Linked DNA regions of Mus musculus: all the other regions are linked to region 7. The links are chromatin contacts, called in public ChIA-PET, Hi-C and HiChIP or PLAC-seq maps. All regions are on one chromosome and are shown on one strand. Each heading gives the region's core, a stretch centred on a gene start, on an enhancer-like site or on the middle of the called end of the contact. The rest is flanking DNA. Distances are from core to core; before and after follow the strand shown. Region 1 has its middle 13 kb from the start of Gm52008. Region 2 has its middle 36 kb from the start of Gm52008. Region 3 overlaps Evl (Ena-vasodilator stimulated phosphoprotein). Region 4 has its middle 250 kb from the start of Gm52008. Region 5 overlaps Gm16086 (a long non-coding RNA gene). Region 6 has its middle 240 kb from the start of Gm33236. Region 7 overlaps Bcl11b (B cell leukemia/lymphoma 11B).

The links. A called contact is a pair of places that touch in the nucleus more often than the background predicts. ChIA-PET counts read pairs in DNA pulled down with a chosen protein or histone mark. HiChIP or PLAC-seq counts read pairs in DNA pulled down with a chosen protein or histone mark.
Region 1: an H3K27ac HiChIP or PLAC-seq map of regulatory T cells shows a contact between it and region 7, with 8 times the contacts expected there. The contact joins two enhancer-like sites. A contact is called at or near these places in 13 of 484 Hi-C or Micro-C datasets (CD4 T cells, CD8 T cells, Th1 cells and 3 more) and 14 of 115 datasets of contacts at active chromatin or transcription factors (DN3 thymocytes, acute myeloid leukemia, astrocytes and 10 more).
Region 2: a contact with region 7 is called in a Hi-C map of CD8 T cells, with 2.1 times the contacts expected there. The contact joins two enhancer-like sites. A contact is called at or near these places in 9 of 484 Hi-C or Micro-C datasets (CD4 T cells, CD8 T cells, CD8 central memory T cells and 5 more) and 6 of 115 datasets of contacts at active chromatin or transcription factors (CD8 T cells, DN3 thymocytes, Th17 cells and 3 more).
Region 3: a contact with region 7 is called in a Hi-C map of CD8 T cells, with 6 times the contacts expected there. The contact joins two enhancer-like sites. A contact is called at or near these places in 1 of 484 Hi-C or Micro-C datasets (CD8 T cells) and 1 of 115 datasets of contacts at active chromatin or transcription factors (memory CD8 T cells).
Region 4: an H3K27ac HiChIP or PLAC-seq map of regulatory T cells shows a contact between it and region 7, with 3 times the contacts expected there. The contact joins two enhancer-like sites. A contact is called at or near these places in 3 of 115 datasets of contacts at active chromatin or transcription factors (memory CD8 T cells, regulatory T cells and thymic regulatory T cells).
Region 5: a contact with region 7 is called in an RNA polymerase II ChIA-PET map of memory CD8 T cells, with 100 read pairs. The contact joins two enhancer-like sites. A contact is called at or near these places in 3 of 484 Hi-C or Micro-C datasets (CD4 T cells, cortical neurons and ganglionic eminence) and 9 of 115 datasets of contacts at active chromatin or transcription factors (DN3 thymocytes, T-cell acute lymphoblastic leukemia, acute myeloid leukemia and 6 more).
Region 6: an H3K27ac HiChIP or PLAC-seq map of thymic regulatory T cells shows a contact between it and region 7, with 4 times the contacts expected there. The contact joins two enhancer-like sites. A contact is called at or near these places in 3 of 115 datasets of contacts at active chromatin or transcription factors (astrocytes, regulatory T cell precursor and thymic regulatory T cells).

What each region holds. Positions count from the first base shown.
Region 1 is chr12:107,123,217-107,125,931 of GRCm38.p6, forward strand. No RefSeq gene overlaps it. Among named protein-coding and RNA genes, the nearest start is that of Gm52008, 13 kb to the left of the region's middle. Within about 2 kb of position 1,270, at least 35 of the 459 cell types and tissues checked have an H3K27ac peak or open chromatin away from gene starts, as enhancers often do. A contact at or near this core is called in CD8 T cells, Th1 cells, double positive thymocytes and 5 more, where this site is marked.
Region 2 is chr12:107,145,551-107,148,250 of GRCm38.p6, forward strand. No RefSeq gene overlaps it. Among named protein-coding and RNA genes, the nearest start is that of Gm52008, 36 kb to the left of the region's middle. Within about 2 kb of position 1,316, at least 24 of the 459 cell types and tissues checked have an H3K27ac peak or open chromatin away from gene starts, as enhancers often do. A contact at or near this core is called in CD8 T cells, CD8 central memory T cells, the P5424 cell line and 6 more, where this site is marked.
Region 3 is chr12:108,630,076-108,632,775 of GRCm38.p6, forward strand. The region is part of intron 1 of Evl (Ena-vasodilator stimulated phosphoprotein); the gene reads left to right. Among named protein-coding and RNA genes, the nearest start is that of Mir342, 27 kb to the right of the region's middle. Within about 2 kb of position 1,321, at least 97 of the 459 cell types and tissues checked have an H3K27ac peak or open chromatin away from gene starts, as enhancers often do. A contact at or near this core is called in CD8 T cells and memory CD8 T cells, where this site is marked.
Region 4 is chr12:107,361,020-107,363,719 of GRCm38.p6, forward strand. No RefSeq gene overlaps it. Among named protein-coding and RNA genes, the nearest start is that of Gm52008, 250 kb to the left of the region's middle. Within about 2 kb of position 1,267, at least 33 of the 459 cell types and tissues checked have an H3K27ac peak or open chromatin away from gene starts, as enhancers often do. A contact at or near this core is called in memory CD8 T cells, regulatory T cells and thymic regulatory T cells, where this site is marked.
Region 5 is chr12:107,085,021-107,087,824 of GRCm38.p6, forward strand. All of the region lies in intron 1 of Gm16086 (a long non-coding RNA gene), which reads right to left. Among named protein-coding and RNA genes, the nearest start is that of Gm16086, 13 kb to the right of the region's middle. Within about 2 kb of position 1,416, at least 39 of the 459 cell types and tissues checked have an H3K27ac peak or open chromatin away from gene starts, as enhancers often do. A contact at or near this core is called in T-cell acute lymphoblastic leukemia, cortical neurons, double positive thymocytes and 2 more, where this site is marked.
Region 6 is chr12:107,403,631-107,406,408 of GRCm38.p6, forward strand. No RefSeq gene overlaps it. Among named protein-coding and RNA genes, the nearest start is that of Gm33236, 240 kb to the right of the region's middle. Within about 2 kb of position 1,386, at least 5 of the 459 cell types and tissues checked have an H3K27ac peak or open chromatin away from gene starts, as enhancers often do. A contact at or near this core is called in regulatory T cell precursor and thymic regulatory T cells, where this site is marked.
Region 7 is chr12:107,919,974-107,922,718 of GRCm38.p6, forward strand. The region is part of intron 3 of Bcl11b (B cell leukemia/lymphoma 11B); the gene reads right to left. Among named protein-coding and RNA genes, the nearest start is that of Bcl11b, 82 kb to the right of the region's middle. Within about 2 kb of position 1,443, at least 43 of the 459 cell types and tissues checked have an H3K27ac peak or open chromatin away from gene starts, as enhancers often do. A contact at or near this core is called in CD8 T cells, CD8 central memory T cells, the P5424 cell line and 10 more, where this site is marked.

The DNA.
Region 1 (2,715 bases), core at 20-2,519, 800 kb before region 7:
TGAGCAACTCGTGTAAGCATACCTAATGTCTGAGTGAGCCTGCTAATCAGCAGAGGTAAGGGGACAGACACTGCAAGCCAGCAAGGGCTCAAATGGGACCGTGTCTGCCAAGTCGCGATCTTGAGAACTGGAAACTCATTAGCTCTGGGGCTTTGTGTTAGAGTCTTGCCCACACTCCAGATCCTATGACCCAGCAGGCATGTGAAGGGTGCATCAGCAGCCTATTTCATAGACTGGGTAACTGAGGCAATTCAAACTAGCCTGTCTTGCCGATTACCAGAGTCCACGCTGCACTGGAAGCCTGGTTGGTTGTTGTTAGGTTTTTTGTTTTATTTTGTTTTTGTTTTTATTTTTTGTTTGTTTTGTTTCCTTTTATTTTTAATTCTAGCTGCTAGAGTCAGTCACAGGCGGTTGGCTCCCCAAAGCCTCACAACTATCTTCCTGCCTGCCTGCCCTGAACGGGCAAACATTGAACCTCCACACATAATCGCAGCCTCTGGCCTTCCTTGGTGACAACCAGCCTGTTTTCTGCTCTTGCCTCTGTCACATGGGTGGGGGGGTGGGAGCCACACCTCTGATCTTCACACGGTGAAGAGCGAAGGAAGCCGAAACCCTGCCAGAGGAGAGGGGTGACAGTCTTCTTAAGCCTTGACAAGTCAACTGTCTTGCCGCAAGGGTAGAGTTGGACACCTGTTCCAAGGTCAGAGGTCGCAGTGTGAAGACACTCTGTCTGCCCTGGGAACTGCCTGGAGCAGGCGAAAATGTCTTCCAGAATCTTGGAGAGGTGTTCTGAGTTTATGTCCTGGGGAAAGCCCAAACCTGTTGTCTCCAGGGCACTCCATCCTCCACATCCTTAATGTGCACAGAATGATGGTGGATGGACCTGGCTGGGGCCAGGCTTCAGCGATTTAAGTGAGCAGTTATTGAGTGTCTAGAGTATATAGCCCTACTTACTTAATATAGCTCTAACACAATGGACACTTCTATTGGCTCTTTCAGGTCATTACAGCCTCAGGCTACATTACCAGACACTGTCTGTACCTCAGCCCCTGAGGTAATGCTTTGATTCCATCCCAGATGCCTTCCATGAAAGGAGGTCAGAGTGACAGGTGCAGACCGAGGCCGTGTGACCCACCCACGAAGCCGACGCGTGAAGTAAGTCAGCCAGCCCAGCAGAGGGGTCCGCCGTGCACTGCTGGGAACAAGAACTATCTCAGCTTTGCACACCCCTTCCACTTCTGAAGAGCTGGCTTACAAGCAGAAGTTCCATTCACCCCTGGGTTACCATCTCTACCGTCGGAGCAAAGAGAGCCGTTCTCATGCCGCATGGCTGGTGACTGGCCTGTGATCTCAGAGTCAAATGGGTTTCAAAGCGTCTTAACATTTCTCTGTGGGTAAAACCTGACCTGAATTGTTAAAACTCCTTGAAGTCTCTAGCTGGAGCTCACATTCCCCTCACCGTGAGAACAGACATGATCACTGCTGTGCCCGTAGAAGCACATTCTGTCCCTAGGTGTTACCTTGACCCCACGGGTAGCATGGCACAGTGTAGTTATAATGCACTGTTCTGATCTATAAAATACAGCCAGCTTTAGGGTTCTGTGAAAGAGACAGGGGGCCACAGATCAAAACCACAGGCCCAGTTCAGAGCCGTGTCCCTTCAGTAGCTTCGGGCTGTGGCAGTCACAGCAGTTTGACAAATAGAGTGGCTCTGGCTCCAGTTCTGGTCCATGCAACTGTGATTTGTGATGTCCTCAGCCAGCTAGGAGCTCCTGGGAGACTGGGGCCCAGTGTCAGAGAGGAGCAGGAGCCTTTCAGGGAAGACAACCTGCGGAGGTTTTGGGGGGGGGTGGGCATACACGGAAGATCCTGGAGGACTGGGCACTCGGGGGTAGGGGTGGGGTCTTCACTTCTCTAGATGTTTTGTGATGACTTGCAGGCCCTGGGCAGAGAGGCAGTGGAAGTTTAATCTTTCCAGAGTTTGCATCTGTGTGCTCAGAGAAGTATAGGGCCCCTGGGAACTGGGGCTGGGGAGGAGGGAAGAGAGAATTAAGACCTGCTGAGGCCACAGCAATTAGCAGGAGCCACCAAGACCTTTTTCTGTGGTAATTGGCTGTCCCTGACCTGGTGCTACAGGGGACGCCAGGGTCTCTAGGGGAGCACTCAGGGACGTCGCCGCTCACAAAGGGCTCAGGGCTGACCAGGAGATCCAAGTAAATAAGGTGGCACTCAGCTTCCAAAGGGCGAGGAGATGATGTAATAGGGACTCCCTGTGGGCGGGCGCCAGGCATGCTGAAGAAGAGTGGCCTGAGGCTCTGGGCCTGGCCTCTGCTGTCCATTTCTGTACTCAGGGCTGGGCATGTCTCTCTCCCCCTCCTTGGGTCTCTGCTCTCATCTTTGCTTCTCTCCTGCTCTGGGTCTCTCTAGCTCTCTTCCCCTCAGGTTTTCTTCATATGTGGTCTTGTGGATTTTTCTTGTTTTCCCTGGACTATTTCTTCTCACGTGCGTGCATGCCCCCGGGTGCTCAGCTGCCCTCCACAGATATAAGTGGACACCGCAGCTGGTGCTTCCTGCTTCTCAACGGAGCCTGGGATCTCCACAGAGAGAAGGGGATTTGTAGCACATTTCAAGCATACATATCTATTCTGGAAATGTTTGGGGAGCAACCATGACCTGGCCCACCACTTAAGACAGAACAAGAATAGAGTTGGAGAA
Region 2 (2,700 bases), core at 66-2,565, 770 kb before region 7:
TTTCCTTTGACCCAATGACTCACACTCTACTTCTCAGACTAACTCTTCCAGTTCCCAGTAGATAGCCACAGGCATCAGTCGGATACCGAGGATCAGAACCTGAGCCTTGAAGTTACACAGAAGGCATTGACCTGCTCGTCAATACCTACAGATTCCTGTCCAGGGCTCAGTTTCCCGTCTAATGCAAGGAGGAGGAGTATCTGCAGCTTGTGGCCTTGGTGACGCATCACCTGGGTGCCCTTAACCCCGAGACTGGAGGGCAATAGACTCTCATCTGTCATGGATGTCCTCTATCACCTCGCTGCAATCCTGAAGGCCCAGGCTTTTAGAAAGTCCACAGTCGATAACTTATTTGGCTGTCACAACTAGCCTGACCTGAACTTACTAGGCAGCAAAAATTGACCCAGACTGACACCGGGCTATTTATAGCCCGTGTTTATTTCACTTCATGCACATGTTCATACATTTTCTGTAGAAATATCACTGTGCCTGATTGCAAGGCATGGCCCCAGGTCCCACTGGGGGTGTTAAATAATACTAATGCATGCAACTGCTTACATTCTAAACGGGAAGCCTTCTGAATGCCAAAGGCCATGTGGCCTTGAGGTTTCTCTTACAGAGTCGTGGATTCGTTCACATGGGATAAAGCTCGCTCTGTTTTGAGGAGTGGCTGGTGGCTTCCTCACTCAGATAAAAAGGAGTTCAGGGCTAGAGAGGTAGCTCTGTTGGTAGACTATGCACCCACTATGTATAATGTACCTACTATGTGTAAACCTTCTGGTCCAGCCACCAGTACCTTAGGCATAAAGCAGATATAGAGGCGCAAAATTGTAAACCAGCACTTGGTGAGCAGAAGCTTAGCCACACAGGGAGTTCAAAACCAGCCTGAAACACATGAGATGCTGTCTCAAATGGTAGCAATAATTGTAATGTTATTAACAACTAGTCAGATGTTTTTAATCCATCAGGTGCATAGGAAGAGAAGGAATTTGGATCTGCAGAAGGGCAGGGTGCCCAGCTCCCTCTCGCCACCTAAGGAGACCCCACCCCCAAAGCTTATTTCCTGTGTTTACCTCCCATTTGCAGGCTGTGAAGAGAGGGCAGGGTGTGTGTGATCATCCCTCCTCTCAAAGATGAGAGAAACTGAGGCTCAGAGTGTCCCAGTGACTTGCCAGAGACATCCCCTCAGCTGGAGAAGAACAGATACCCATGTGGTTGGAATGCCAGAAGCTAGGCTCTGGGCCCAAAGCCTTGTTTCTTTGGGTTATGTGTTGAGTGCATTTTTTTGAGCACACAGGAAGTGCTCAGTAAACGCACTTGCAGTTGGACTATTTCTTTTTACATTTCCCCATCCAGCCCTCATCTCCTCCATCACCAGGAGGGAGGTAAGGTGAGCCAAACTGAAACCACAGACAACGCTGTTAAAGTGGTGTGTATCAGAAACACGGCATGGTAGAAATGTGCTGTCTGTCTGTCCTTCACTCAGTCTGATTGATTAAGCAATACGAGGTTCTCTGAAATGTCCTCCCTTCAGATAAATAACCAAGGCGTTAGGCTGAATCTGACTTGTAAGTTGTGATGTAATGGGAAAACACCTCCCGTGAAACCGGCAGGGTGAAGGCCAGCAGAGGTTTCTGGATCACAGAGGAAGGGCTTCATTCAGGGACCATTTCATCCCCCGCTCCTCTGAGCCCCACTGTGGGCCCTCACGCCGGGGCATTTCAGAAGCTCTGTGTGTTCATTCCTGGAATCTTCTTGCCTTTCATCTCGTTTGCTGTGTACAGTAGCTCGCCTGTCCCCATCCTTCCGAGAATGTCTCAAGCCCTGCCTTGACTGTAAAGCCCTGGGTCCTTCTCATACCTCTCTCCTACCTCTTTCTCTGTGTCCAGGAGCTGTAGTCAGAGTCATGGTACCAATGACCTGGGCATGGGAAGCCCCGAGCTCTGGTTCTCTCTCTTCTTTCTTCAAGGGTGCTATCACATGGAAACTTTGTCTTTAACTCTTAGTTCTTCATAGATGCAAACAGTCAGTTTCGTCTGCCCGATGCTGTTCTCCTATGAGGAAGCATGGGTACCACATTATCTGAGGAAGGCAGAGCACTCTGTGTGAGGTGTGTGGAGCCCCGCAGCTATCATCTGCTCTATGGCTTTCCATTTTTTACTTCCTAGCTCTTGATTGTTTGATGGTCGAGTGTCCTTTTGAGACCATATGGCACCAGAGTCTCCTTTCTCGCCTTGAGACACACACACACAAGGAGTTATGCCTTTCTTACTGTTATCGAGGGTCAGTGATTTTTCAGAGTCCCCCCTTCTTCCAGTTCGGGCTTTTCAGTGTGGCCTTTTGGGCAACTGCTGCTGTATACCTGAGGGTTAGCTTGAATGTATATTCCAAGCTTTGTGTGTACATTGAAGCAAGATAGGTGGGAAGGAAGGGCAGCCACCCTAACCTCATAGTCTGATGGTTTTGGGGCTCAAACCTGGGGTCAGGTTGTGATTAGGCTACTTATCAGAGCTTTATGGGTTTCCAATAAACAGATGGATGGGTGGTAGAGAGCACTGAGGTGGACAGTCAGATCTGGGGTGACCTAAGACTTAGATAAGAGACAAAAATTGTCAACATAGGCTCATGGTTGGTCCTAAATGTCCAAGCCCTGCAAAGGTCAAGACCCTTCTAAAAAGACCTCACACAAGCCTAGCTTTT
Region 3 (2,700 bases), core at 71-2,570, 710 kb after region 7:
TCCACCAAGGTGAGATGAACAGTCCCTAGCCAGTTTGCTGGTCTCTCAAGGAAGTTTCCTAAGGGAACTGGCTTTGGGTTTAGTTCTTGATTTGTTTTTAGCAAACTCCCAAGTTCTTTAGAATCTGACAGTGCCTTTTGCAGGTCAAGTAGATGTTTCTGTGCTGACACAGTAGAGCCAGCAGCCTTGGTTCATCTGCTGCAGGTGTTGGTACATTCCTCTTCACTCATTCTGAAGTTCCTTTGTGGGGTCACCATTTACCCTAATCCTGCTGGTACCTTATATCTTAAGCTCTGTGCTGGTTCATCATATTACATTACATGCTGCTTTCTTAACAGAACGGCTTTCTTCCTCACTAAACTGCTTCTTTGGTGCCAACATCCCTTATCCTATATTCCCAACAGGTTCTGTTGTCTTTACATGATTGACTTAAGACCTGTTATGCATAGTTTTTATTTTTATTTTGTATGTGGGAAGGGGGCACATGGAACACACAACCGTTTTGAGAGTCAGTTCTTACCTGCTAACCACCTCAAGGCCAATCCATGAATTTTTAATAAAGCCATTCCTTTCAATGAACAGATGAGGAAGCCAGAGTGAAGGTGGGGATAACCAGGAAGTCATGTATAAAGCAAGGGCAGGCCAGAGCTCTTTTCCTTTCCTGCTCCTTCTCATAATTCTGCTAAGTGTATTACTAAAGCTCTAGGACTGAGTTAAAAGGTCTCCCAGAAGGTTCGCTCAAGCTACCTGCTTACTAAAACCAGAAAAGACGGTAGCACCAGGTAAAAGTGAGAGGGAGTGGGAGAGGAAACTGAAAGTTACTTTATCGCAGAGATGGTTACACATAGGCCAATATCTTCAGGAAATGAAAAAAATAACCTTTGTTATTGTAGTAACTAACTGATTCTGCTACTCTCCTTGATGAAGTGACAGTAGTGACTTACTTTGAAAACATCTGTAAAATGAGCAAAATCTACAATGGGTACTGAATCAAACAGGCGTCAGACAGTGTATAGGACTCTGACTCTTGAGAAGAAATATCATGATAAGCCCTACAGTGGCTAGAGGCCTCTGCCTCTGTTTGCTTTTCTATTTTAGGGAAGAAGGTGGAACTTAAGCTAACTGGTTCACAGGAGGCAGATCCTGAAATTCCAGGTCACATAGAGTTAGGCTTAGTAAGAACTAGAAAAAGAGGAAGCAGGTCTGAGCAGAGACAACTGAGTTCTGTTTAAAGGGCTTCCCTCTTTGGAGCTGTTGCCTAGTGGCTGTCTGTGCATGTGAGAGCACTCCTAGAAGCCAGCTCAGATTGCCCTCTGCAGAGCTAAGCAAGGAAGGGTGGTGTCAGAGCCGTGCAGGGTGGCAGCATGTGGGGCTGTCAGCTCAACCTGAGCTAAGAGACCCACCACAGTTTGACTGTGACATATCTCCCACAGGCTAGTATGTTAGGACCTGTGGTCTTCAGCTGATAGTCCTGTTTGAGAGAGTCATAGAAACTTTAAGAGGTAGCGCCTCACTAGGTGGAAGTGGATCACTGGAGGTAGGCCATGAGGTTTTATCCCCTGGCCCCACTTCCTGTCTGTTTTCTACTCTTTGACAGGTGGCACAGTATGACCAGGTTCCTAATACTGGTCTGCCATTTCCTGTCGTAAAAGACTTTCTCCCTTTGTTTGTTCATTTGTTTGGCAGGGTCTCATTCTGTGGACCAGCTGACCTTGAACTCACAGATCCACCTACCTGCCTCCTAAGTACCAGGATTAAAGTTGTGTACCACTACACCTGGACTGATCCCTTCTTAGACCATTAGCCAGACAAACCCTTCCTTGGGTTGCTCCTGTTAGGGGTTTTGTCACAGCAACAACACGAGTAACCAACACAAAAACCTGGCACTCAGAAGTGAGGCCATTCCTGGGATAAACCTGACCACATGGTTTGTAGGCTTTTGAAACTGGCTTGTGTGAGGAATGAGAATTCAGAATGTAGCGCTCTAGACTAAAGAAGCCCCAGAATATTATAAACTGAACTTAGTGGGCATCTGGTGGAGCCCAGAAGACCAAAACCTGAAAGAACTGCAGGCCCGCACCATGGCTCAGTCGATATAGTACCTGCCATGCATGTAGGATCTGAATTGTCCAGATCTCTGGCATCCATATAAAGGGTGGGTGTGGCAGTATGCATCTGTAAGCCCACTTCAGGGGTTAAGGAGGTGTCACAGACCCCTGCAGCTCACTGACCAACCATCCTGGCCAATGATGAGTTCCAGGGTCAGAGAGGACCTTGTCTCAAAACTAAGATCGCCTGGCTCATAAAGTTTCAGAGCCGAACAAGGACTTTGTCAGGACCTGAGCTAGAGTCCGTTCTTGTGATATTCTGGGGAGAATGTATGTCTGTATTCTGCCCATGTCCTTAGACCTTGAATGAGGCTCAATTCAAAAGTAGTGAGCTTGCTAGGCCTGTAATTTTAGAATTCAGGAGGTAGAAGCAAATGGATCTTTGTGAGTTTGAGATTAGCCTTAACTACAAAGGACATTTCAAGGCAGCAGAGCCACTCAACCTGTGGCAGTGCCTTTCCACTGGCTCCTGTTGAGGTAGACAGTGAGAGCAGCAAGTGAAACAAAATATCAGCATGTACATTTGTGGAGGAAGGAGCTATGAGCAAGCTGAAGTTATAGATACAGGGGTGCAAATGCAGCTGTAGTTACT
Region 4 (2,700 bases), core at 17-2,516, 560 kb before region 7:
TCACACTGTGCCCTTGCTAGCTCCAGACCTTCAGTCAGCACCTGTTGCCAATTCCCGACTCCACATTTCTGTGTCAGTGCTGTGGCGCTCCTGACATAGCCGCTGTGGTTCACCTCCATTCCAGCCACCTCACCTTTCCTGTTTCAGATGCAGGTTTGGATTTCCGTAGAACTTTGCCCAGCTCACGCTAAAAAGCCTGGACCTGCGCAGAATTGAAACCAAGCTCTCTACTTGTTCACTGGGTGACCTTGACCAAATTTCTATGCCTGAGTTTTCTCATCGGTGCCAGGGGGTTTCCCTGTTAGGGGCTGAGTTGGGACTGATGCATTCATATGTTAAATCCCTAATGTCTAAAACCCAGCGTGTACAGGCCAGGGTTCTAAAGTGGTGATCGTGTAAACTGCCTTTAGTAGGGTGCACCCTAGTCCTGGGGACTGCTGCTCTGATAAAAGGGGGAAAATATGGACTTGGATAAACAAAAAGGGAAGAGTTGACTAACAACACATGGGAAAGAGCATCAGCAGGCTAAGGAGGGAGGGAGGACTGCAGAAGGAGTCAACCTGCTGACATGCCGACCACCTCGGCCTTCTAAACTGTGAGGCACTAAGGTCTTGTTGCCCATGCCGCCGCACTATGGTGGGCCTACTAAACTAACACTACTCTCAGCCTTCCAGAAGACTGTCCTAAATGATTGAACTGTCACTCTCCATGGTAGTCAGCACACACTATACTCCATTGTGAGACACAACTGCCACAGGCCAGCACGTGCCACAGGCCCAACTTGTGGAACGTGCCTCTTTGGCGCAAGGCTTATTTTGAGCTGGTTTTGTTTGGTTTTGCTTTCTATTTTCTGTTTTTAAGAAATTGTACATACATACAGGGGTCACTTCGAAAATTTCCATGGGAGACATTTACATCTGCGAGTGATTTACTGTGAGTGGGGGCAGTGTGTGTGTGTGTGTGTGTGTGTGTGTGTGTGTGTGTGACCTTTATACCATCGAGAGCAACCCTGAATGACCAGAGATGCTTACCACAGAAGTCTGTTCTACTTAAATCTATAGTACAAAATGTACCCTGGTTTCTTGGTATTTTCCCTGGTTGGTTTATCTCAACTGGACTTACTTCGAGCCCACCCTGCTTTCATTCTTCTCAGGCTTAGAGAAGAGAGTGTTAAAGCCTCAGGTCTAAGATAACACACCGAGATCTCTCCGGAGATCAGCTCTTCTCTGAGCTGTCTCACATCTGTACAGGAAGTAGACCGAGCTGGCATTAAACTTGTGTTTGTTTTTCTCTTTGTTAGCCTGCCTCCAGCGACAAAGGTCTGTCCCCGCTAAGAATGGAGTAGACAGAAACATCACACATCCTTTCTCCCCTACCACATATAACTGATACGCGTGCCCAGGACACCTTTGACTGTGTGACATAGGAGAATCCTTCCCGGGTTTGCCTGGTAGGAAATATGAGCGAGCAAAGCCACCTTTCTGTTTAAATCCAACCAGAGGTGGCATGTTCTTAGAAACTCAAGTTTCCACCATCATGCAGGTGCTGTTGTAAGGATTTATTAGTCTAAACTATACCGATACCCTGTCTCTCTTCTGTGGGAAGTTGAACACCTCTTACGTGCCCTTGACTTTGCTAAAGCCAATGGAAACCAATACTTAATTAATCCTCAGTTTGAAGTTCCTTGGCCCGTGTTGGTTACCATCGAGGGACACTCCCTTGGCTACTAAAGAAACCTCCATATGGTGGTGGTCCAGCTGGCAACCATGAACTGAAATCCATTGTACTGTCTATGCTTAGGATAACAATTTTGGTGGAATTTTGGATTTATATAGCAGACCCCACAAGGTTTGTCTAGAATAGATAGAAAAGTTCAGCTTTAACTAGGTCAATATTTTCCTTACTTTGTGTTCAGCCTGTGGTCTAACAACTAACAGGTCCTCTTTGCAGCCTTGCCAGGAATTAATCTAAATTTATATTTTCCAAAAGATACTACTTGAAAGAGAATGACTTTGAATATCTACATTTGTGTATTTATTTTATGTGTATGTGTGTTCACCTAGATATATGTGCCCTATGGGCATGAAGCAACCTATAGAGGTCAGAAGGGAGTGTTGGATTCCCTAACCTTCTCAAAACGGAAGTTTCTTCTTCTACACCCAGAAACTCATTTTCTTCCCTGTGGCAAACTTAGTGGATCGAAGGACACTATGACAATGGTAAAGATCGAGTGACTGGCAGTGACCTGAGCTTTTAGGTAGATCCTGTCGTGCAGCCTGAGGGGTAAGCACAGATCATCACCTGCTTGTCACCCCCATCCCCACCCCCATTGAATGGCTTGTTCTGGAACGAAGTACTGTCGCCTGTTTCTGTGTGCAGACGAGTGTTCAACATTGCAATGTTTCTCACGAGTGACAAGGACACATGTCTGTGCAAAGAAATTAATGTTCTTGTCACAGCCGACTCCTCTGACATGAACAAGTGGTTCCCATGCCCGTGAGAGCAGAGGTGGCAGATCACAGGGTGGGGGGGGGGGGAAGGGGGCACCCTTAACAGAGGGACCAGGATGTCTCAGCTCCACGCTGCACATGAGGAGAATACAGGCTCTTGCTCTACCCTGACCAGGAAGCAGGGAGAGTCCCTTGCAAAGGATGCTTTTGATCCAAGACAAACAACACAGTCAAAGGCATGCTCCCATCC
Region 5 (2,804 bases), core at 166-2,665, 830 kb before region 7:
CTGAACTTTTCACACTGGTAAAAGGGAGCTGGAGGTGAAGAGGGGGTTTGTGTGTATCTGCTTAAGAAGGGGTGGAGGTGGGGGGCTCTCTCTGCCATGAAAGGTGGGTTTGGGTAGGGGTCAGGCGAGGCAGAGGAAGAAAGAGCAGGCCGAGATGCGGAGGGCGAAAAGGAAAAAGGCATCAACACATACTGCTTTCCTTCTCGGCTACAGTGGGTTCTACCCCAAGGAAACAGTGAACTTCACAGTGTAAGAGGCAGCTGAAATTTAGAATTATTGTTTCCTTCTAACAGAAGACTCATTTTCCACGGCCACATTTGCAGCATAATAAGCTTTTTGTTATTTTTTCAATTAGAGTCAATTGACCTAACAAAATGCTCGGCAATTAAGTGATTTTTGTAATGGTCCGGGGGTAATTTAGCCGAGCTTGTCAGCTGTGTTTCATGAAGCCGAGCTGTCTCTTTTTTTCCCCCTTCCACTGCCTCTCTCTCCTCTCTCTCTCTCTCTCTCCCTCTCCTCTCTCTCCCTCTCTCTCTTTCTCTCTTGAGCATAATGGCTCATAATTTCGAAAGCTCTCCCTTCTGTTTCCCTCACAATAATTCGCAATTACAGGAAGTTGTTGGAGGTGATTTTTTTTTCTACCTTGCCTTTTGAGTCAGTAATTTTAAATAAAATGTACATACTTATAAAAAGCCAGCTATTACTGAAATCACTTTTTGTGTAAACTCAATTATTTTATGAATAGTGACACCGGCTTACACTGGGTCCCACTCTGAAGCCCGAGGCTTTATTATCTTCTGAGGAAAAGGGGGTGGAGAGACTCACAGCACTCTCTCTAAATCAAACCAGCTCCCAAGGGGGTAAACATAACTTCAGAAGAGCAGAGGGGATCCGGGTCACCTGGCTGTGGAGAACGGCTGGAGTGTCCACTCCCTGGGCCCTGGCCAAGTCTAGTATCCCATCCCCCGGACCAGGGCCATGGCTGGACCCAAGCCTCTCACCCACTGATTTATGGGGGAAGTCTTCATTTGCCTAATTGATTCATTTCCCTAAGCCGACATCTGGAGTTAGAATTTCTTTTAAAGGCTGTAGTGGGATGCGATGACAGGCTCCGATGCTCTTCCACCGAGGGACTTCCTGTCTACACCTATCTTAAACGGGTCCTATCCGCACCCATGCAAGCAGAGGGGCAACGGTGGGGACACCATGCGGCTGGGGTTCTCTCATATAGATTCACCCAGGACGCCTCTCAAGTCATTACCAAGATGCATCTTTAGCCTTCCCAATGCTCACATCTGCCCGGCTGTCTTTGTTTTGAAAGGGTTTCGGCTTCCCACCCCTTAGCTGACACCCTTTTGACAAGCAAGCCAGAAGCAGCCCACTTCATGCCTTGGCAGGGAACTCTGCCAGGAGGGGGCAGTAGAAGAGCAAGACAGCCAAACCCCATTGTGGACAGCCCACCAGCTCAGGGAGGCCTGGCCTCTCCCTATGCACCTGCAACCCAGTGCTAAACATCCCTTAGTATGTATCACCATACCGCCCTGGGACCCATCCCCCATACCTGTTTGGATACTATCTCGTCAAATGCCCCTCAATTTTTCTAGGGTTAGACATCCCTAATAACACCTTGAAGGCTATGGCCACTGCCAGCCGGATGCTCGGAGCCCTGGGCATGTTTCCTTCTGACTTGGAGTCGGGGGATGGAAGACTCCTTGGAAGAATCTGGAACAACTGCACTAGACCTTAAAAGACAGGTACACAGCATTAAATAAATCGTAATTTCCCTAACCATAACATAGGAAGTTTAGATAGATGTCTTCTATGAGGACTTCCAATCGGAAGTTGCCTACCAAGACGCAGTGTATATAACATCACATTTCTGTTCTTTTTGTAAAGTTAGGAGGGATCTCTGTTCAACTCCAAATGCCCCTCTCCCTTCTCCTTCTCCTCCTCCTCCTCCTCCTCCTCCTCCTCCTCCTCCCTCTCTCTCTACTTCCATCCTTCCTTCTCTCTCTCTCTGTCCCTCTCCCTCCAATGAATAATTTGCCCTAAGCTAAGGCATAAAGATATTCTGGAGACAGTTATTTCATAGCTCTTAACAAGGGGGTGTGCTTTCCAGGGGGGGGGGTGATTCAGACCTGTAACTTTGAGCTAATGGAGATACTTGAATCATTTCTCCATAGTCATGGGCAGCCTTAGGCTTGGCTTTAGTTCAGCTTCTAAGCCACTGTGTTTTGGCCTGGCTGGGGCTTGGCCCAGCCTCTCAAGGCTTTGTTTAATCCACTGAACCTCTCATCTCTCTGACTATAAAAGCCTCAGCTACAGTCCTGAATAGCATCTTGCAGAAGAAAGAACCCAAAGCAGAAAGTATTAGACTTTCATCCAGCACCATAGGAGGGATGTAGTTATTAAATTTCAGCTGCTTATCAAACTGATATGAAAGTCATTTTGCATGATTGCACTGCATCCTGGAATCTTACGCTTTTATTTGCTGTGTATCTCTGTGCTTTCTTATTAGAAAAATACTCAAAGGATGAAAAAAAAAAAGCTGATAATATTATTCAGTTTTGACAATTAGGTAGGGAAAAAAATTCAAAGCAATGCTTTTCCACTGCAGCTGGCAATAAACTCGGGGTTCCCCTGATAGCAGTCTACACAGGGCTACCCAAGGTGACACTGGCTTTGTCTTCTAATGGCCACCTACTGGTTTTACTGGAGTGGGGGAAGAGTCCCAGTCTGTCCTGTAGTGTCTATGAATGGCACTGGTGGAATCTTCCAGATTCCTCTTTATCTGCTCACTCTGA
Region 6 (2,778 bases), core at 136-2,635, 520 kb before region 7:
CAGTTGTAAAGAGATTATATGATCCCCTTACCCAGAGCTGAGAACAGGATAGCAGAAGAGAGGAGATGAGTTCTGTGGGCTGAGTTTAGAACTGCATGGAGGAAGGTGAAAAGGCTGAGATTTCACTCCTGGGGAATTTTTAAATGACAGCCATGGGGAAGCGGGAATTTTAGGTCTTTGATGTGTATTAATTAGATATCTTTCAACCTTTGAAATTTCCTTAACAGACTACATGACTACATAAAACCCAAAGGACTTTCAGCTTCATTTTGACTGCTAGAATGTCCTGTGCAGATGTAAGTCTACATCCAGAGAGTAGCACCCAAGCCTTGGGAGTTATCTGGGCTCTACACTTAATATCTCCTTGACTTGGCCTGACCGCCTGTGTCCCCTGAAATTCACATCAGTTGTAACCCAACCATGGGTGGCTTGTTGTTAGGAGGTGGGAGCCTGGGAGGTGATTAAGTTAGGGGCAGAACCCTCTGGGATGGAGAAAGTTGTCACTTCTCCTTCCTGTGCAGTCGATCTATGACGTCAGAGGCAGGTGCTCAAACATAGGCCAGGACCTTGGACTCGAAGCAGAAACTCAATGGTTGTTGAACTTATTCTAATGGTGAAGCAGGACTTGAAGCCATTAAGTAATATTTCCAAAGTCATAGAAGTGGCGACTGTCAATTTCAAAATTTGACCTCAGTTGGCTGCCTCCAAATCTCTTGGCCACACACTTGCAGACACTCAGTGAGAGAGACTAAATTGGCATCATCCTTAGGAAAATGCAGAGGTGTTTAAGTCCAGTCTTTTGTGAGGTATTGGACACATCTTTGGTAACTGAGAGCTGACAACCCATCATGTAAGAAAACAGAGAATGAGGCTCCAGGAGGCTTAGAATCTAAACCAAATTGCCTGCCTCTTAGCTCCAACTTCAGAGGCATCCAGGCTACCCTGGAGATGGGCTGAGGGAAAGGAAGAAAAATCAAGTTTGACTCACCTATCTCCCATAAAACCATTTTCTACAGACTTTTAACAGATCAGCTGGCTTCTTTGTCCAAAGTTATTTCATTTCAAGAATGAAGGTTGCTCTCTGCAGTTAGCTCACGACTCTGAGTGGCTGGTGAGGCAGGGCTTGTGATCCTCCATCTTTGACTTGGAAGTGCACGGATAGAGCCGTGGGACCAACAGCCAGAGGAGGTTCAGTACCCAGAGTTTCCCCTTCCCTACACCATCTGTTGTTGACTTCAGAAACCTGCACTTAGAATCACATGAGGAGACATGTCACATCTGTAAAATAAGCTTTCCTCGCTTACGATGAAAAGCCGTAAGCAGGTAGAGCCCAGAACGCTGGCTGCATCCAGTTGTCTATTCCACGTGATGCTGGGCACATGTCATCCTCCTCCCCAGCCTCAGCTGACACAGGAAATGACTAATTCCTGCCCTTACCGTCTCATAGGCTGCTTAAGAAGATGAAATTAAATAATGAACACTCTCAGAGCTCTCTATATTGTGAACACTGTGCGCATGCAAGCGGTTATTATTAATTATGGTTTGGTTTGGAGCGCCAAGCAGTTTCTCGAAGCTTAACTAATAATCACCTGAAGAACCAAGAGGGAAATATTTATAGAGGAGATGTTTGCTTTTCCTCGCACGAATTATCAATTGCTCTCATCTGGTGTTTCAATTAATAAGGTGTGTGTTTTTAATTGAAATAAGGTTAAGTCTCGGAAAGAATAATTTCAGAAGAACATGAATTATGGAATAAAAGAAAGGCAACCGCAGTGGGGAGGAAACTGCTATCTGGAAGCAGGAAGATCCTGGGTGAATTCCTGAAGAAAGGACACTGATTGCTTCTATTGTTAAGGCTGCTGGTTTTTTCCGTTGGAGATAATCTTCACCCATTTTCATCTTCCTTGTCAGATTTTGTGGCTTTTCACATCGCAACACGTCATCACCATGTCAGGGTCCTGAAGGATGCCACTGATGCCAAGAAGAGCAAAGCAGACAGGGAAACTAGGGAGAGTCTGAGGAGGGCCTTGATCCCTGAAAGATGGATGACTGAGATGAACCCCAAGGCAAGTCTTCAGGAGCCACACTGCCAACTCACTGTTTAGGTCTGAAGGAACTAATTGCTCAAAGTCTTCATTTCTTCTTGCCTGTTCCACATCTTCAGGCCCAAGAAAATCTCACATCACTAGAGAAAACCAAGGGGACCTCCACAATGATTCCTGGTCCCCATACTGATTGTCCAGTCCTTTTCCTGCTTCCTAGCCTAGCAAGAAACTAATGGAAAACAAGCAAGCAAGCAAACAAACAAACATCCTTTCCTTTCCACAAAACTTAGGGTAGCAGGATACACATTCTTTCTTTTACTTGAGACAAATAAAAAAAAAAAGAAGTCATATTATGTGATGCAATGATTTTAAATTTAGAGACATTGATCTAAAAGTAACTGTCAATACACACACACACAAACATACACACACAAATGCACATGCACACGCACACACACACACACACACACACACACGAACATACACACACAAACACACATGCACACACACACACAAAAGCACATGCACACACACACCCCAAGAGGTCCCTGAGTATAGGGCTACACTTAAGGGGATACAAAGACCAGTGGCTTTCCTGATTTGAGCCCATGAAGCTAGGAGGCCAGAGAAGCACATTTGCTGAAGTTCATAGACGAAAGAGGAAAGCTACACACACACAGAGAGAATCTCTGAGAATTCCTACATAGGAAACAGGAGCCAGTTACTGCATCTA
Region 7 (2,745 bases), core at 193-2,692:
TGGCCAGAAGACAGGTTCAGACTCTTCCTCACATCGTGTGTGTGTGTGTGTGTGTGTGTGTGTGTGTGTGTGTGTGTGTGTGTATGTGTTTCTTAAGAAGGTAAATACAAGTCCCTTTCAGACACATTGGAGCTATCAACACAAATGAAGTACCATGTCCTAGGAGGTCACATATCAAATTAAAGGTGTTTCTGTACCCTTCTCTGGGCCCCAGCCATTCTAAGTAATGGATTTACAGAGGATGGTTGCTGAGATCTGGGGTGTTCTTAAGTTGGGGCCCATCTCTTCTCAGCATCTCCATTTCCTTGAGTTGCTCTGAAGTACTTCCTGTCTCTTTATCTGGTGGCCACATGTTTTTCTAGACTGTTCTATCCAACAAATACCGAAGTCCAAAGCAGACTATGTAACTAGGTAGCCATAACCGATTCCATGTTTTAGAAAAGCAGAGAGAAGGGCACACATATTCTGACCTGCATGCTCTAGAACCCAGATGTCACCTCCATAGTTAAACTGTGAGGAGAAAGGGGGCTGACTACTTGTCCGGTCAGATTTCAGGGCCACTTGTCACCCTGGGGTGAGAGCTATCTTCATCAGAGCCCCTAAGTGTCCCTCTACAGAACTCTAGGCTTCACTCACTATAGGCAGCAGCCTCCCCCAGTACCTGACAGAAAGAAAAAATAAATCCCCCAGCCCTTGAAGGCCCTCCCTTGACAACTCTCTTTCCAGCCACCCCCTTCTTTTTTAAAATAAAATGTTCGTTTACATGTGACGACCTCATGGCTCTCTCTCGCCTACAAATAGCCCTGAGTATGGGGCTGCTCACTTTTAAGAACTAAACAACGTCAGAGAGTCTCTGGCGAGCCACTTGGAACGTCTTTCTATTCAGGAACTGAATAAGTATTTTATAGACACAGCACAGGCACAGATGGCTTGCTTTTAGACAAGAAGAGCCTTAGACAGCAGGTTGCGTCAGACTCAGGGCTTGCTTAGCTCATCCCAAACCCGTCCTTGCTGCATCGAACTCAGAGAGATACCTGCACGCAGGTGGCCCAGTGCGTGCCCTGCAGTGGGCGGTGGCTGCTTTGCTAATGGCTGGGACAGGGTCCACTAGCCTTACACTGCTGTAGCGGCTGCAGCTAATGATGCTAACTGCTGGGTCCAAATGACTTCAGAAGCACCAATCCTGGCCTACAGACCTAGAAATGTCAGTTGCGTTTGTCTCACTAAATCACACGGGGCAGCTCAGAACCCAGAGAGGGCCCTGCGGTGTCTTTTCTTGCTTCCTCCCTCCTTACTTTCATAGATCTTTAGAACACACACTGAGCCTTCTTTGTTCTTTCAGTATGTTGTCTGAGGAGTTTCAAACGCAGACTCCTACCCCAGATCTCTTCTGACAAGACTCCCCACCCCCCATAGGAGCATCACTGAACACTTGGAACTTGATCTCTAAAGGGTGTAGCCAAACATGAGATGTCACCTCTCTGAGCCTTGCTTCCTACTTGGCCTGGGGACTGTGAGGTCCTCCCTCTATCCACCGCTCACTGCTGTATAAATGTGGCAGTAGGTGTTATATACTGCGGGTTTGTTACCCATCCTTGTATGTGGCTCTGAGTGTTTCAGGGATGCCTTTTGGTTTAAGGCCTGGAAGAAGAGTAATGTAGCTTGACTCAAAAGCAGCAAATGTTAAAGGACACCTCTGATCAAGCAGGGGAACTGGTCTGGGCCGCCCGGGCTCCTCAGTAAACCACAAAGCACTGCACGGCTCACTCAGCATTATCGCTACCTCAGCTCATGTCACCCTTGTTCACTAACACCTCTGAGGGAAGCCAAGTGAGGATCATGATCACATGATCATGCTAGACCACGGGGACAGCAGTTTAGAGAATCACCGTGCCATCACCACCTTCCCAGGCCTCCCTGCGTGTGTCACATTGTCAATGGTTCCATGTTGACAGTGCCCTCTCATGGAAGGCCACTGATTGTCCCTGGACAGTCTCCCATTATGTCTACCCTGTGGCAGGCATTCACTCTAGGGTGGAATACGGGAGTCATTTTACAGAGCCAAAAAGCATATTGGTGACATATGCTGCTTGGGAGACCTAGTGAAGGGACCACATGGCAGTGAGGTGGCTGAACCTGGGACAGTAATTGGTACCCCTGGGTGTCTCACAGTGATCCTCCTCACCCCGAACCCAAACAGAAGGCTGGTCTTGTCTTGCTTCATCACTTAAACCCCACCCCAACCCCTGAGACGCACACCCCCTATAACTGCTAAGAGTGCTCTCTCCACAGTTTCATGATGACAACCAGTACAACCATTATTCAGGTGACAAGTACATCTCATGTTCACTTAAAAACTGTCCCCCTCCCCATGGGGCTGGAGAGGTGGCTCAGCGGTGAAGAGCATTGATTGCTCTTTCATAGGACGCTGGTTCCGTTCCCAGCATCCGCGCAGCAGGTCACAGCTATCTGTCTGTAAGTTCAGATCTAGCAGATCTGATGCTTTCTTCTGGGTTCTGTAGGCGTGGTATGCACATGCCACACAAACACACAAGCAGGCAAAACACCCATACACACAGAATAAAATACAAATGAATCTAAAAATTAAATTAAATTAAACTGCCCCCCCTCCGGCTGGAGGTGTATTTCAGCGTCCCAGTGATAGAGTACTTGCCAATCCCCATATCTTCCAGCACTCAAAAAATAAAATAAAATAAAATAAAAACAAAAACAAAAACAAAAACT